3 separate regions of the Mus musculus genome follow, and regions 2 and 3 are each linked to region 1. Evidence: chromatin contacts called from public HiCAR-type and promoter capture Hi-C data. All regions are on one chromosome and are shown on one strand. The core of a region is the stretch at or near the end of the contact, and the rest is flanking DNA. Distances in the headings are between cores, read along the strand shown. Region 1 holds the start of Prkaa2 (protein kinase, AMP-activated, alpha 2 catalytic subunit). Region 2 has its middle 13 kb from the start of Gm12724. Region 3 holds the start of Usp24 (ubiquitin specific peptidase 24).

What was found. Promoter capture Hi-C pulls out the DNA fragments that hold promoters and counts their contacts. HiCAR-type assays count read pairs that join an accessible place to other places.
Region 2: a promoter capture Hi-C map of hippocampal neurons shows a contact between it and region 1, with 15 times the contacts expected there. The contact joins the enhancer-like site here to the promoter of Prkaa2 in region 1. A contact is called at or near these places in 13 of 39 promoter capture datasets (the 3T3-L1 cell line, the C10 cell line, the HPC-7 cell line and 8 more), 1 of 15 datasets of contacts at CTCF or cohesin (the NIH/3T3 cell line), 1 of 484 Hi-C or Micro-C datasets (cortical neurons), 7 of 115 datasets of contacts at active chromatin or transcription factors (SST interneurons, differentiating embryonic stem cells, embryonic forebrain and 4 more) and 3 of 9 other capture datasets (adipose tissue, embryonic stem cells and embryonic trunk).
Region 3: a contact with region 1 is called in a HiCAR-type map of astrocytes, with 8 times the contacts expected there. The contact joins the promoter of Usp24 here to the promoter of Prkaa2 in region 1. A contact is called at or near these places in 14 of 39 promoter capture datasets (the 3T3-L1 cell line, 3T3-L1-derived adipocytes, the C10 cell line and 9 more), 1 of 484 Hi-C or Micro-C datasets (embryonic stem cells), 13 of 115 datasets of contacts at active chromatin or transcription factors (T-cell acute lymphoblastic leukemia, astrocytes, cardiomyocytes and 8 more) and 2 of 9 other capture datasets (adipose tissue and embryonic tail).

Annotation. Positions count from the first base shown.
Region 1 is chr4:105,107,658-105,112,064 of GRCm38.p6, forward strand. Prkaa2 (protein kinase, AMP-activated, alpha 2 catalytic subunit) reads right to left here and starts at 2,241. Exons shown (of 9, transcript NM_178143.2): 1 at 2,048-2,241. The coding sequence starts at 2,141. Gm36893 (a long non-coding RNA gene) reads left to right here and starts at 2,241. Exons shown (of 2, transcript XR_376484.4): 1 at 2,241-2,531; 2 at 4,357-4,407.
Region 2 is chr4:106,221,481-106,226,164 of GRCm38.p6, forward strand. No RefSeq gene overlaps it. Among named protein-coding and RNA genes, the nearest start is that of Gm12724, 13 kb to the right of the region's middle. Within about 2 kb of position 3,186, at least 19 of the 459 cell types and tissues checked have an H3K27ac peak or open chromatin away from gene starts, as enhancers often do. A contact at or near this core is called in adipose tissue, where this site is marked.
Region 3 is chr4:106,312,889-106,317,692 of GRCm38.p6, forward strand. It overlaps Usp24 (ubiquitin specific peptidase 24), which reads left to right and starts at 3,325. Exons shown (of 68, transcript NM_183225.2): 1 at 3,325-3,898. The coding sequence starts at 3,584.

The DNA.
Region 1 (4,407 bases), core at 991-3,490:
AACTCAGGGAACAGTACTGCCCAGAATGGGGGAGGGCTTCCCACTTGAGCATGCGCAGAAGCTAACTGGATCTAAATAATTCTTCATTAAGCTTCCCTTCCTAGGTGTTTCTTCCTTGTGTGCATTTGACAATTAATAGTAACTATCACACCACATAGGGAATATCTCTTTAGGGAAGATAAAATGGTCAGGAGAAATCCAAACAGCTCGTTCCAGCAGGGTTCTCCAGGAAAAAGATTTTTCTCATAAGCCAAAGGTCCCTTCTGCTCCATTTATATTTTAGGAAGCTGGCGCTTAGAAGCAGACAGAGACTATAACCAAATATTTTCGAACTATCCCTTGACAATGGCCTGAGAAATCAGATCGGGTATTCCACTCTACATCAAGAGGAAAAAAAAAAAAGCAAGCGCAAACAAAAGCACTTAGCAGAACATGAAAGCATATAGGCTAAGTTATATAACTTACCCTAAATGGCAAAGCAGCCGTTTGCATAACTTTGCAATGCCACAGCAAAGCAGTTCTCTGCAAAGATGGTGGCAACATCATTATCTAATCTCTATCATTATCATCTCCCAACTATCCACAACTCTTACAAGATCCCAACTTCACAAGACTTCAAAGAATTTTACAAACATTTTAGGTCTTTACAAAAATACCCACTCCGTGAGGCCACGTGGCACCTTAATATAATCTGCCAACCTCACAAAAGGCTCCATCCTTCCTTCCCCTGTTCTCCTTTCTCAATAGGAGGGGGCCATATACTTTTCACATGTATTCTGATTGTCTTTCCCTCATAGCGAGTAAGTCCCAGGAGAGCTCAGGTTTTGCTCTTTCCTAGAACTCCGTTGCCCAGAACAGTTCCCCGCATGTGGTGAGAGCATTCAGTGTTTTCTAGTTGTACAAACCGGTATTAGATACACCAAGAGGAGTTAATCCTCGCAGGAATGAGGAGTCTCTCCCTTCTATTCAAACCTTCACTGGAGGTTAAAATGTAGAAAATAAGCCTCAGCATAAAATCCCCAGACTGCTTACCCGATATTTATTCAACAACAACAAAAGGCTAATGTTTCACTTTTAATTCCCAACTTGCTACCAAGTATTTTTTTTAACAAGAGCTGTAGTTCTGTTAAAAGGACGGGTAATCAAACCCCATGTGACTCTTATTAACTAATAAGAAAGCAAAGCAAAGTTTAATACTTAACTAGTTTAGTGCAGTGTGACATTTCAAAAGCAACCAGTTTTTTTCCAAAACCCCCAAAGCAGTCCCTTCACCAACAAACATACCCCTTGCCTAAGCAAGTCTGACCTCTTGGGGACCCAAAGTCGATCACCAAGCAACATTTTCTCCCAGACCCTGACCACAGAATCCTTCCTTGAACCAATCAACCTACAGAGCTAGGGGTTCTCCTAAATTCTCTGTCCAACCCGCTGCATTCCAGCGTTTTCACACACCCAGCAGAGGGACTTGGCACCTCTCTGCTATGGGCATGCCCCTGGTCAACTCCACCATCAAAGGACTGGGACAGGGAAGAATCTGGGAAAGGCAGGGACCTCATCAGCAAGGCCAAAATTGGAGGACATCTTAGACCTCACCCTGAATCTGCCAATTCTCTGTGACCTTGGGCGTGTCTCTGAAGCCTTGGAGCTCGAGTTCTCTCACCTTTAAGGTGAGGACCGCACCCGGCCGGTGCCACGTTAAGGATTAAGTGTGACCACAGATGAGGCTCCACGCAGAGCACTTGGCACCAGTGGGAGACCCCCTCCCAATTCGCGGCGGGCGCCGTGACTCCCCCATCCTCCCCACGCTTCGGGGCCCTTCGGACTGGGCCAATCGCCCAATTCTGCAGACAAGCGAGCTGAGGCATAGAGAAAAGACAGGGCGCTCGGAGGCACCCCCCGCCAAGGCACACCCCATAACCGCTGGTCCCCCCGGACCCACGCCCGGGCTGCGGCTCCAGGTGCTTGTGCCCCGGGCTCGCCCGCGAGCGCTCCACCTGCCACCCGGCCTCGCTCGCGCCTGCCCGCCCGCCCGCGCCGCTGCACTCACTCTTCACTTTGCCGAAGGTGCCGACGCCCAGGGTGTCCCCCAGGACGTAGTGTCCGATCTTCACCCGCCCGTCGTGCTTCTGCTTCTCAGCCATGTTCGGCGCACGGGCTCCCCCTGCCGCGGGCTCTGAGCGCCGCCGCCGCTACCGCTGCCGCCGCCGCTACCGCCGCCACCGCCGCCGCCGCCGCCTACCCACAGTGCAGCGGGCCCGGGGGGCGGGACGGGGACGCCCGGGGCGCGGTGGGGAGAGCGCAGCCCGGCGCGTGTGGACGCAGGCTGGGGGAGCAGAGCCGAGGCGTCCCGAGAAAAGCCCAGGGCGGTGAAGATGGAAGGGATGAATCTGAGCGCGACCGAGATGGAAGGAGAATCTGAGGAGAAGTGGGGGTGACGGGGTGTAGACCGTGAGCCATGCCTCGGGACCAGAGGGCAAGGCGCTGGAGAGGGCGGCCCGCCCCTAGCCCCTGGCACGCTCCCCCTAGCCAAGGTTTGTTTGTCTGGGAACGTTCTAGTCCGTACCCTCTTCAGATGGCGTCCCATTGTTTTGTAGTTCCTGGTCGTGTTATTGTTAGGTCTCAACCCCCAGACAAACTGCCAACGGAGACGCCTAGCATTAACATAGCAAAGGTGACGTGACGCTGGTTCTCTCAGCATCCCTTAGTCCCCACCTGGTATAGGGTCCTCCTGCCTGGCATACCCTGACCCCTACCCTGAACTCTCCAGCCCGGGGACTGAGCTGCCCCTTCCCTCAGGTCCTCTGATCCCTAGATAATTCAGCCATTTTGGCTGTGCCAGTTTCTTAGCCCAGGCCACCCACCCCTCTTAGGCTTGGCTCCTCTCTTGCTCTCCCTCCCTCTCTCTCCTCACATGGCCCTGCTGAGTCTGACCATGTGTCTCTGCCTCTGCTTCTGCCTGTATGTTCATTTTATCTATAACAGGCCTTCCTCATTGTGTTAGTTAAAGCTTTTATTGTTGCGATAAAACACCATAACCAGAAAGCAAGTTGGGGAGGGCAGGGTTTATTTTTTACACCTCCACCGCACTGTTCATCATTGAAGGAAGTCAGGACAGGAACTCAATGCATGGAACCTGGAGGCAAGAGCTGATGCGGAGGCCATGGGGGGTTGGGGAGGGGTTGCTGCATACTGGTTGGCTCATCAGGGCTGGTCCAGCCTGTTTTCCTACAGACCCCAGGACCACCAGCGCAAGGATGGAACCACCCGCAATGGGCCCTTCCCCACCAATCACTAATTAAGCCTTACAGCTGGATTTTCTCAGTTGAGGTTCCCTCCTTTCAGATGACCTTGTGTCAAGTTGCCATATGACAAGCCAGCACATCCACCATACCCAGGAGCAGTTATGGTCTCCTTTTATTTCTTTTCTTCATTCAGTTATATAGACAATCGTGTTATAGAGATAAAAGACATTCTCTTCAGGACTCTCAATTCTAACTCATTTGAACAAAATTTCCCAATAAATCATAGACACAGCCCTAAGTATATTTCAGCACTTGCATACATGTGTGTAGATATGCATTATATACGGGACAAGGGAGAAATACTAAAAGAAATAGGAAATAATTTACATGTGCAGGTAAATGTAGAACATAGACAAAACACAGAAGGGATCAAAGAATTGTGGGAAACAAAATGATGTAAAAACACATTAAAGAAATGAGTGTATTGAGGATGGAAGTAAAAAATAATAATAATAATAATAAAAGGGAATCCAAAGCATGCCCAGAGTGTTACCAGTGGGCAAATCACTTATGAGCAAGCAATCTCTTCCTCCCGGCTCCCCTCACTCTTCCCCTCCCTTTACTTAATGTTAGCCGACCTTGCCATAGCTGAAGATTATTTGCTTCCTATACAGAAATATGAAGACTCATGTGACTTCCATTTAGCAGTTCCCTGCACTCATACAAACGTGCTTCAAAACATAAATACTTAAAAAAAAAAAAACATAAATACTTGCAGCTTTTCCCATAAAAAAATAATTTAGAAACACAAAGAAAAGGGATTATTTGCTGTTTGGGGATAAATTATTAAAGGTTAGTCAAACATCTGTGACACTGTGCATGCCGATAGAGTTTCATAGTCACATGCCTCGAACGTGAAGCCTCAAGTCACGCTGTTTGTATGTAAAGAGTGAACCGGGAACTGGGTATGACACAACTTGTTTCCTGAGACCTAGTAAACATACAGCTGACCAACTGGTGTGTCCACCATGGCGATCTGATGAGAGATGATCTCGGCGTATAAATTATAGACATCACAGCTGTCGGACATGGGCTATTTTTGTTCATCCTGCAGATCACCTTTCCTGCTGACAAGAAGATCTCACTTATGAGTCCCAACCTCGAT
Region 2 (4,684 bases), core at 1,936-4,435, 1.1 Mb after region 1:
ACTATTAGTTATTATTAATTAAATGAGATTCTACATAGAAAGCCAGCAGCAGCTTGCCTGACTTGGGATAAAACTCTGAGTAACAGGAGTAGCCGCAACCAAGCCAGTTGCCTGTCCATGATGTCTCTTCCCTGAGCCTCATGCTTTCCCAGCCCCTACCAATGCAAACCCAGCCCAGGATTCACAACTCTAGTTGCTCCGGCCCCTCTCAGCTCTCTCTCCACCCTGACCCTCAGTCTTCCCCATCTCGATCTGGGAAACAATGTTCATCAAAGGTTAGCAGCCACATGGATGGAAGTCCTGCTGCGATCAAGCCCAAGCTACTGTGATGGCTCATCAGCTGGCTACCCACCAATCCCTTGGCCTCCCTGGACCTTGTTTCTTCCTCTTCTAGAAGAGGAGAAACAATCAATCCCCTTCTGCTTCTGGAACATCAACTAGATGGCATATGTGAAAGGATTTGTAGATTCTTAATGCCGCGGTGTGGTGGTGGGGATTTAAAAAAATTGTTTGATTTTAGGGTGTTTTTACTAAGCCATAAAAATCCCCTTCTCTTTTTCTCTGGTTCTACAGTCCATAGTCTGTAATACTTCCGTTGGAAACTTAAGTGTGTTTTCTCAGTGACCCCGGAGCTGTGTTACTGAGGAGCAGATTCGACATGGAAGCCGTACCCGTGGCCCTTCTCCACGCGCCTCAGGCTCATCCTACTCCTCATGTGCAAGGTGCTCTATAATTTACAAAGCACGCGTATGTCCTTGTGTCAGCCCGAGTCACTGTGTTCCCAACAAATCCAAAGCACCCAATGCCACATTCACAAAGGGCCAAATGCTTGTAAGAAATGGAACTCTTCCTAATGCCAGATCACACACACAGAAGAGCCTTGGCTCTGCAGCCTGCCTGCTAAAATGTCTCCTTCCTTTGTTTTATTTCTAAAAAAAAAATTCAAAGTCCAGCCAATCTTCTTCCCTAACAACCATGCACTGAGACCCCCATTTACCAACACAAGCAGCCTGCCCGGGTCGTAGAGTATCTTCTGCCAGCCTGTTTCCCCCATTTTCACTGCTGACTGGCATTCCTTTGACAACTTTCAGTTAAGGATATTCACAGTGCTTCACCTGCTCTGTTTTGTTGAGCTAGGGGAAGCAGTCTATGATGGGATTCATCTGTAATCACAAGCACCTAGCTGAGCCTAGAAACTACAGCCTTTATTGTTCTAGATTGCTTCTAGAATTCCATTTAAGCAATGAAAAGCCTACAAGGGAAGAAAGAGAAGCTGAGACGATGGCCCAGTAGGTAAGGGTACTTGCTGCCAGGCCTGTACCTTGAGTTCCATCCCAAAACCCACATGTGGAAGGAAAGAACTAATTCCCATAAGGGGTCCTTTGACCTTTATTTCTGTGCCACAGTATGTGCATACACACACACACACACACACACACACACACACACACACAGAGAGAGAGAGAGAGAGAGAGAGAGAGAGAGAGAGAGAGAGAGAGAGAGACTAATTAACTAATTAATGTAAAAAATTAAAAGAAATTGGGGCTAAAATATCTAGCACAATCTTTGAACTTGGGAACTAGTCTGCAAATAAGAAAAAAACACTATCCCATTTAATGTATCTGGTTCAATGTGTGGCATTCAGTTAGTTCTATGCAAAGAAATTCAGTTTCCTTATTGGCTACATGAGAGAATGCCAAGATGAAGTATATAGCAAGAGCATACCACACATATTGCTGATGAAAAGATACCATCAGGAAGCTATGCAGACATGGCGGACAAGTCAGAACACCATCTCAGGATAAAGGCACAACACAGCTCCACAGACAAATATCCTCAGGACCGTGAAGAAAGCAAAGCCTAAAGCCGAGTTAGAGGATCTCCAAGAGATCTTACCTTTCTGTCATCCCACAATCTGTGTCCCAGTAAAGACGGGGCCACAGCAGATATGGGAAACCTTCCCAAGGTCTTGTCACCACCCTGCCAAGGATTGTTGGTGCTACCAAGAGAATAATTCCTAATCTGGGGCTCTTCTTGCTAATGTTTAAGCAGAATGTAGTCATTGTGGTCTTGTTAGTTTCAGGTTCTTTGTGAGGATGAAAACCATGTGAAATCCTTACATTTGCATGTCCCCTGATGATTGCAACCGAATAGCATTTACTAAGAACCATGCTCAGGACCTTAAATTTGTTTCCTGTATCAACTCTTACAGCATCACTGAAAAAAAAATGGGTTTCTGGCACTTACAACCCACGAAGACCCAATTAGCACAGAGCATGAAGCCTCCAGGGCAGGGTTGCTTAATTCCTGTCTTCATGCTCAGCCTGGACCCTGGAGCATTCAGTAAATAGTTGTTGTTTTAATGTGGTTCTGTGGAGGAAACTGTGTAACTAGGAACATGTTTTAGAAGGTGAAGTGAGACATTAGTGTTAAGAGCCATATTGGGCTGACCTATGAGTGCTTTCAAGTCATAAGGATGGTTGAAAGTATGATGTCTGGACTTGTAGTCCCACGACCCACTGCACCTCTAGAGATCACGTTTTCCAAGAGCAGGTCTAGAGTAAATTTGAGGGGACTGTTTGGGGGAGAATCAAGGTAGAGAGAGAAGCTCCCATTTCGTGTTTTCCTTTTTTTACCAGGTAGGGAGAATCTTTTTCCCACTGATTTTCCTTAGAACTCCTTGGGCCATCCCAGTGTACGAACGTAGCATGGTGTCTTAGGGTTTTACTGCTGTGAACAGACACCATGACCAAGGCAACTCTTATAAAGGACAACATTTAATCAGGGCTGGCTTACAGGTTCAGAGGTTCAGTCCATTATCATCAAGGTGGGAGCAAGGCAGCATCCAGGCAGGCCTGGGGCTGGAGAAGCTGAGAGTTCCACCTCTTGTTCTGAAGGCAGCTAGGAGAAGACTGGCTTCCAGGCAGCTAGAATGAGGGCCTTAAAGCCCATACCCACAGTGACACACCTACTCCAACAAGGTCACACCTAATAGTGCCACTTCCCAGGCCAAGCATATTCAAACATCACACTTGACAATGAGGGTATTCATGGGGATGGCCCTAAGGTAAACCAGATGGCTACCAGAGGCAGATGCAGTTTCAGATTCTCCTCGTGTGTCAGTTGCCCATGGCTGCTAGAACAAATCACTGTACATTCAGTGGTAAAGCATCTAAAATTATGAATGTATGATCTCACTACTCAAGAGGCCCTAAGTCCAAAATTAACTTTCCTAGGCTGACTCAAGGCATTAGCGTCTCTGAAAATGCTAGGAAGAAATCAGTTTCCCTCTTTCTGAAGCCTGGATCTTCTTTCCGTCATCCATGGCCTCTATCCTGCCAGCCAGGAGTACAACATCTTCACATGCTACTGGGACCCTGCCTGTTGCCCCCTGCCTCCCTCCTGCCTCCATGCTCCCATCCCTTCACCTAACCTCCCTCCCTCATCCAGCTGGTAAAGACCTTTGTGGTTGCTTATAGCTCTGCTGGGATAGGCCAGATCCTTAAGATCTCATATTCTCACATCCCAAGTACTAAGTAGGGGGTTCCTGGGAACCCGTTATTCTAGCTAGCACACCTTGCCTTTTATGATTGCTTTTGAACACCTCCCTCCAGAACAAGGACAAAATGCTGATGAAAGGTGATTAGACAGAAAGTGCTGAGCATAAGCAGGAGGGCTCAAGTTTAAATCCTCACCATCCATGTTTTTTAAAAACTGTAGCTAGAGCCCAAGTACTATGTGGGGTGGAGACCAGAGGCTCTCTGGGGTTCATGGCTCACAGCCTAGCTCCAGGTACTGTGAGCAACCTTCTCTGAACACAGTGAGAAAACATAAGGTCAGACATCTAATGTCCTCCTAGAGCCTCCACATGTGAGTACAAGCACGCCACTTGCACACACAAATACATACATCGCGCGCGTACACACACACACACACACACACACACACACCCCAAAAGAAGAGGAAGTTCAGACTCTCCAAAGATTGGCCTTCCCGCTTCAACAGCATTGATTAACACGCAAAGATCCAGGGACGTCTAGCTCAAGCCTCAGGTCACTGTCCCTCTCCACAGCCCTCCACCGAGTTCTTAGGAAGAAACACACATGAAAATTTTGAAAACAAAACAAAAACATCAAACCTAAGCTAGGAGAATCGCTACTTCTTAGTCTAGCCAACAGCACCCCCTGGTGCCCAATAGCAGAATGAGGCATAAGGGCTGCAGCTGGGGGAAGAATGAAGGGTCTTTACCTGCTGGCCAGGAGACAGAGACAGCATAGGCTCAGGCCAGAAGACAGAGCTGAGGCTGATACCAGGCAAGAGCGGCATTTTCAAACTTCCCAATTAAGTCTATGCCTAACAGTTCAACAACACAGCAGACACCGTCAGAAGTCCCTTTGGTCCTGAGGATTTAAAAATGCCTAAGGTAGGACAAACTCTACTCAGAACGCGTCTAGACTAGGCTATGAACGCTAGAAAAGAGACTAGCCCCAACTAGCAGCTGTGTGCTGCGAGGCTCATAACTCGCCCCCTCTGTGCCAAGTTTCTCATCAGTAAAACACAGATGACCAAAAGTCTCTGGGTTAAGAGAATTAATATACAACCCATGTAAAGCACTCAATAGGGTAGTAGTTTGAATTTTTTATTATGGTTGGTTTTAATGTCGCCTTCTACATTAGAATCACCT
Region 3 (4,804 bases), core at 2,075-4,574, 1.2 Mb after region 1:
GGGATAGGAACAAGATCAAAAACTGTATATTAGGTGAGAGAACAAAACTCAACTTTTTGTTTCGAAGTGGCTACCCTCGGCTGGCCTTCCTAAGCAGTGGCGACTTTGTTCTCCGCATATATGTTTTCATGTATATGCTTTCATATATATGCTTTCACGGTTCCTCTTCTGTCTGAATAAAGCCTCCAGTTCTTACAGCCTTCTGGGATCTAGTGTCCGGGCTGCTGTAGCTTCCTCTCTCCTTCTCCTGCTTCTGGAACTCTGTAGTTCATAGCACCCTGCCTTTCAGTGCCTCTGCCTTACTTTACTCTCGCGCACCGCAGGACGCTTGCACAGGCTGTTTCTGTCACCTGGGGCTTTCTCTTCTCACACCCCTGTTCTTGGCTTGCCTGCTTCCTTTCACACTATAATTGAGATGTCATTTCCTTTCTAGACACCCGGCCTTCGAAATTTCTCTGTGGAGAGTAAGAAATCTGCTCTGACCCCGGAGAGTAAGAAATTCTGTCAAGGTATCTATCATGGTTTATTTATAATCATCTTCCTTCATAGACAATACATTCAAAAGGACAGAAGCTGTGCATGTGTGCACACACATCTCCATCTGAGTGAGTTCAGAGTAGACCGAGTAAAAATGACTAATGGTAGGTAGAGTCCTTCATGTCTTTAAGATACTCCACCATACCTTATTTCTAAAGTCCTATGTACCTTTTCTTTTTCTCTACGTTTCTAAAGAAGATATGTGTAAAAAAGGTGTAATTTTGTTGTTGTTTTGTTTTATGAGACAGGGTTTTGTGTGTGTGTGTGTAATAGTCCTGATAGTCCTGGAACTCTATTTGTAGACCAGGCTGGCCTCACAGAGATCTACCTGCCTCTGCCTCCCAAGTGCTGGGCTTAAAGACTTGTACCATGCCTGGCTGCAATTAAATTTCTTTAAAGTGTTTTTTATTTTTTAACATTTCTGGATTTCCTGCAATTAAATTAAAAATGTAAATGAAAACATGAATAAGACAGACATCTATACTTCCCCAATTTAACAAGATTTTTCTTTGGGACTAGGTCTCCTGTAGCTCAGAATGGCTTTCAAACTTACTACATAGCTGAAGATGACCTTGACAACTCTTCTTAATCTCCTATCGCAGCCTAAGGGCTGGGAGGGACAGGCATGAGCTACCACACCCGGCTTACTCAACGAGGTTTGCTTTTAAAAAGGAATGCAAAAAATCCTGGCATTGCTGTTGCATCCTCAAATGACACTCAAATGACTTTTTGGTAGCTCCAGGATTTGATTCAAAAGTGGCCTTTTGGGGGGCGGGGGAGTAGGCTTTTGTGGGGGGGGGAGGAGAAAGGGGGTAGGCTTTTGTTGGGGGGAGGCTATTGTTGGGGACAGGCTTTTGTTGGGGGAGGGTAGGTTTGGGGTAGGCTTTTGTGGGGAGAGAGTAGGTTTTGGGGTTAGGCTTTTGTGGGGGAGGGCAAGTTTTGGGGGGCAGGCTTTTTGTGGCTCCTTTCCAGTTCTCATCACAGACTTGTTTTTCTCTGCTTCCTTCTCTGCTTCCTCCTCTCAGCTAAGCACAGCTTCCTCTGTCATGGTCTGCAGACCTGCCACTGCTGATGAGCCTTTTTTGTGCCATCTGAGTGGGCTGGCTCTCCTCTCATTACCTCTTCAGTTCTATCCAATCTTAGTAGCAAGCAATTTTTTGTTGTTGCTAACTCATTTAGTAGTTTAGCTGTTGGCTTAACTCTGCAAACCCAAGGTAGAAATGGAATGTTTTTATTTTGCTTTCCATCATTAAATGGTCCTTTTGTTCTCCATGGCATTGCCAGCATCAACGGTATCTGACTTGGTAAATGGTACAGTTGGTCGTTCTGTGGCAAGGTCTTGCTATGTATACGTAATTCAGGCTATTCTTGAACTGGAGATCTCCCAGGCTCAGCTTCTGGAGGGCTGGGATTACAGGTGCCCTGACCTATTGTGTTGGTGTATATTCTGTGACAGGATGCTTTCAACTTAGACTACTTTGGTCTTTATCTATTATATGTACTTAAAATTTCATTGACACCCCAGAACTTACCTCTTATTCAGGTGTCTACTTTGTGATCAAACCCATTACTAGCCTTTAGTAAGAATAATAGAAACTATATCTATATAATGATAAATTCACCCCGTAAATAATCAAATAGCTGGTGTTTACAAACTATCAAATTATTAGGCAAGAAGCCACCAGGATCTGAGGGGGAAAAATGCTGGCAGAGAATGCAGAGAAAAGTTCTGAGTGCTGTCAGTAATTTCAGATTTGGGCTATGTGAAGGTCCAATTGTTAAGCCATCAGAAATGTTTTAACAGTGTGAAAAAGAAAGGTTAGTGGATTGGGGGGTGGGGAGGGGGTTCAAGAATAAAGCAGGATTAAGACCAAAGCAGATGAACTAATAAGCAAGTATGTGAGAAGGAAGAGGAACCAGCATCTTGGGAAGAGAACCGAGAAGAAACCTAGATCAGGACACTGAAACGGGAAAAGGGGCAAAGGGGACTGGCCATGGTAACGCCAATGAGGTGGGAACAGAAGGCAAAAAGCTAAACAAACGCTGGAAGACAGAAACAGAGGGGAAAGTCTTCACCCCTGAGCCAAAGACTTCAGTAGAAATGGGTTGGTGGTCAGAATCAGGATAGAAGTAGACACCCAGAATATTTCCATGTGTCTGTGTCTGAAGGACGGTCATACAGTTCTGGCTGAAAAGTATGGTAAAGTTTATCAGGCCTGGTGGGACAGGTGGTCAGTGTTGTTGGGAGTGGGAGTTCAAGGTCTAGGGGTCTCTAGAGAAGGCTGGAGGGTCGAGGGCGAGGGTGTGCGGGGATGCTCGTCCTGCGGATCTGGGCACCCGTCTGTGGGCGGCGAGGAGGGCTTCAGCGGCGCGTAGGGTCACTTTCCTCGGACCGCAGGACACTTCAGGAGAACCAAGCAGGGTTCCGGGGGCGGCGGGAAGAGTCACCTGCGATGGGACACGAGTGTCGTCAGGGCACCGAGGCCCGGGCGCCCGGGGACCTCAGCGACACCGGCAGCGAGCCGCTCGGCGCCTGCCCCTCCCGTCCCAGAGGGAACCTGTTGCCGGGGGAAGGGGTGGGCGGGAGGCGCAGGCGGAGGACTCTCGTGCTCTCTCTGCGCTCCGCGGCCTCTCACCTCAGACACGTTCGGCGCACGCCCCTCCCTGGCCCCGGCCTGGGAGAAACACACACGCGTCCGCACACCCACAGCTCCGCGCCGCCCGAGCCCGGGGACGGCGGCCCGAGCGCCGCCGGGGCTGCTTCCGGGAGCGGAGGCGCGGCCCCGCGAAGAGGAGGAGCAGGCCAACATGGCGGCGCGCAGGGCTGGGCCGGCCGGCCGCGCCTGAGCGCCCCACCACCCCAGCTCGGCTCGCTGCGCCCACGCGCGCACCTAACCCTGGCCCGGCGGCCTCGGAACGCGCGGGGCGGGAGCTCAGGGGCCCTGCCGGGGACGGAGCCGGGGCCGAGGCAGCGCGGCACGGCCCGCCAGGCCCGGGAGCCGCAGCTTCGCCGCACGCCGGCCGGCGCGACTCCGAGGCCGGAGCCATGGAATCGGAGGAGGAGCAGCACATGACCACGCTGCTGTGCATGGGCTTCTCGGACCCGGCCACCATCCGCAAGGCCCTGCGCCTGGCCAAGAACGACATCAACGAGGCCGTGGCGCTGCTCACCAACGAGCGGCCCGGCCTCGACTACGGTGGCTACGAGCCCATGGATAGCGGCGGCCCCAGTCCGGGGCCGGGCGGCGGCCCACGGGGCGACAGCGGCAGCGACGGCAGCGGGCCTTCCCGCGGCGGGAGCACCGGAGGTGGTGGCGGCTTCGATCCCCCGCCCGCCTACCACGAGGTGGTGGACGCGGAGGTGAGTGGGGTTGCCCTGACCTCACGGGAGAGGCCGCCGCGCTGGAGTCCCGAGGACAGGGAGCGTTGCCAGCCCGGCTCGCAGCGGGACTTTTGGGCGGGGGCTGTAATGAAACTCGGGGCACCGAGATAATAGAACACCAGTTCTGGTCCGAGATCGGGGTCACTAGACTGGGGTCCTATGGAGAGAAGGGCCTTGGGGGAGGAATATTCCCGCGTGGAGTTAGGTATACAGTTCTGGGCCGTGGCGGGGTCTCCATAGGCTACCTGCTGAGTCTATGCGGTGGGCAGGAATCCCGGGAGGGATGGGGAGGAGGGCCCACATTTCCAAATCCGCGTGGCTTGGGAAATGGGAAGGACATGAATATCAGGTGTCAAAACTGAGGTCCCAGTGGACCAGAGTATTTGTGACACTAGATTTCAGTGAAGGATTGGGATAAGTACCAGTTCAGAGTCAGAAATAGTGCTCGCTATAGGCCTGCCAGAGTGAAGGCCTTTGCCGGGTCAGACAGGAGGACCAGTGGGGTTAGAAGAAGGGTTTAGGTTTTTAAGCCAACCGTTGGAAGAGGACAGGGTCTAAAATGAGGAAGGGCCTAGACAGGACCAGGAATGATAGGAATGAGTATAAGGCAGAGGAGCAGGTTTGGCTGTTTTAATGTCTGGGTTGTAAGGATGGGCTTGACTAAGGTCAGGTATTAGGACAAGTAGTGGAATGGGACTGAGATAAGGAATGAGTGAGAAGCCTGGGCAAGGAGTAGGAGCAAAGGAAGGGCCAGACGGCGATGAGATCAGGAATGGGAGGTCGAAGCTGGCGGCGATGAGATCAGGAATGGGAGGTCGAAGCTGGGACACGGCCTGGATGAGGGGAGTAGGGTCACTGAAGAGAAATTAGCCCGAGGAGAGGGGT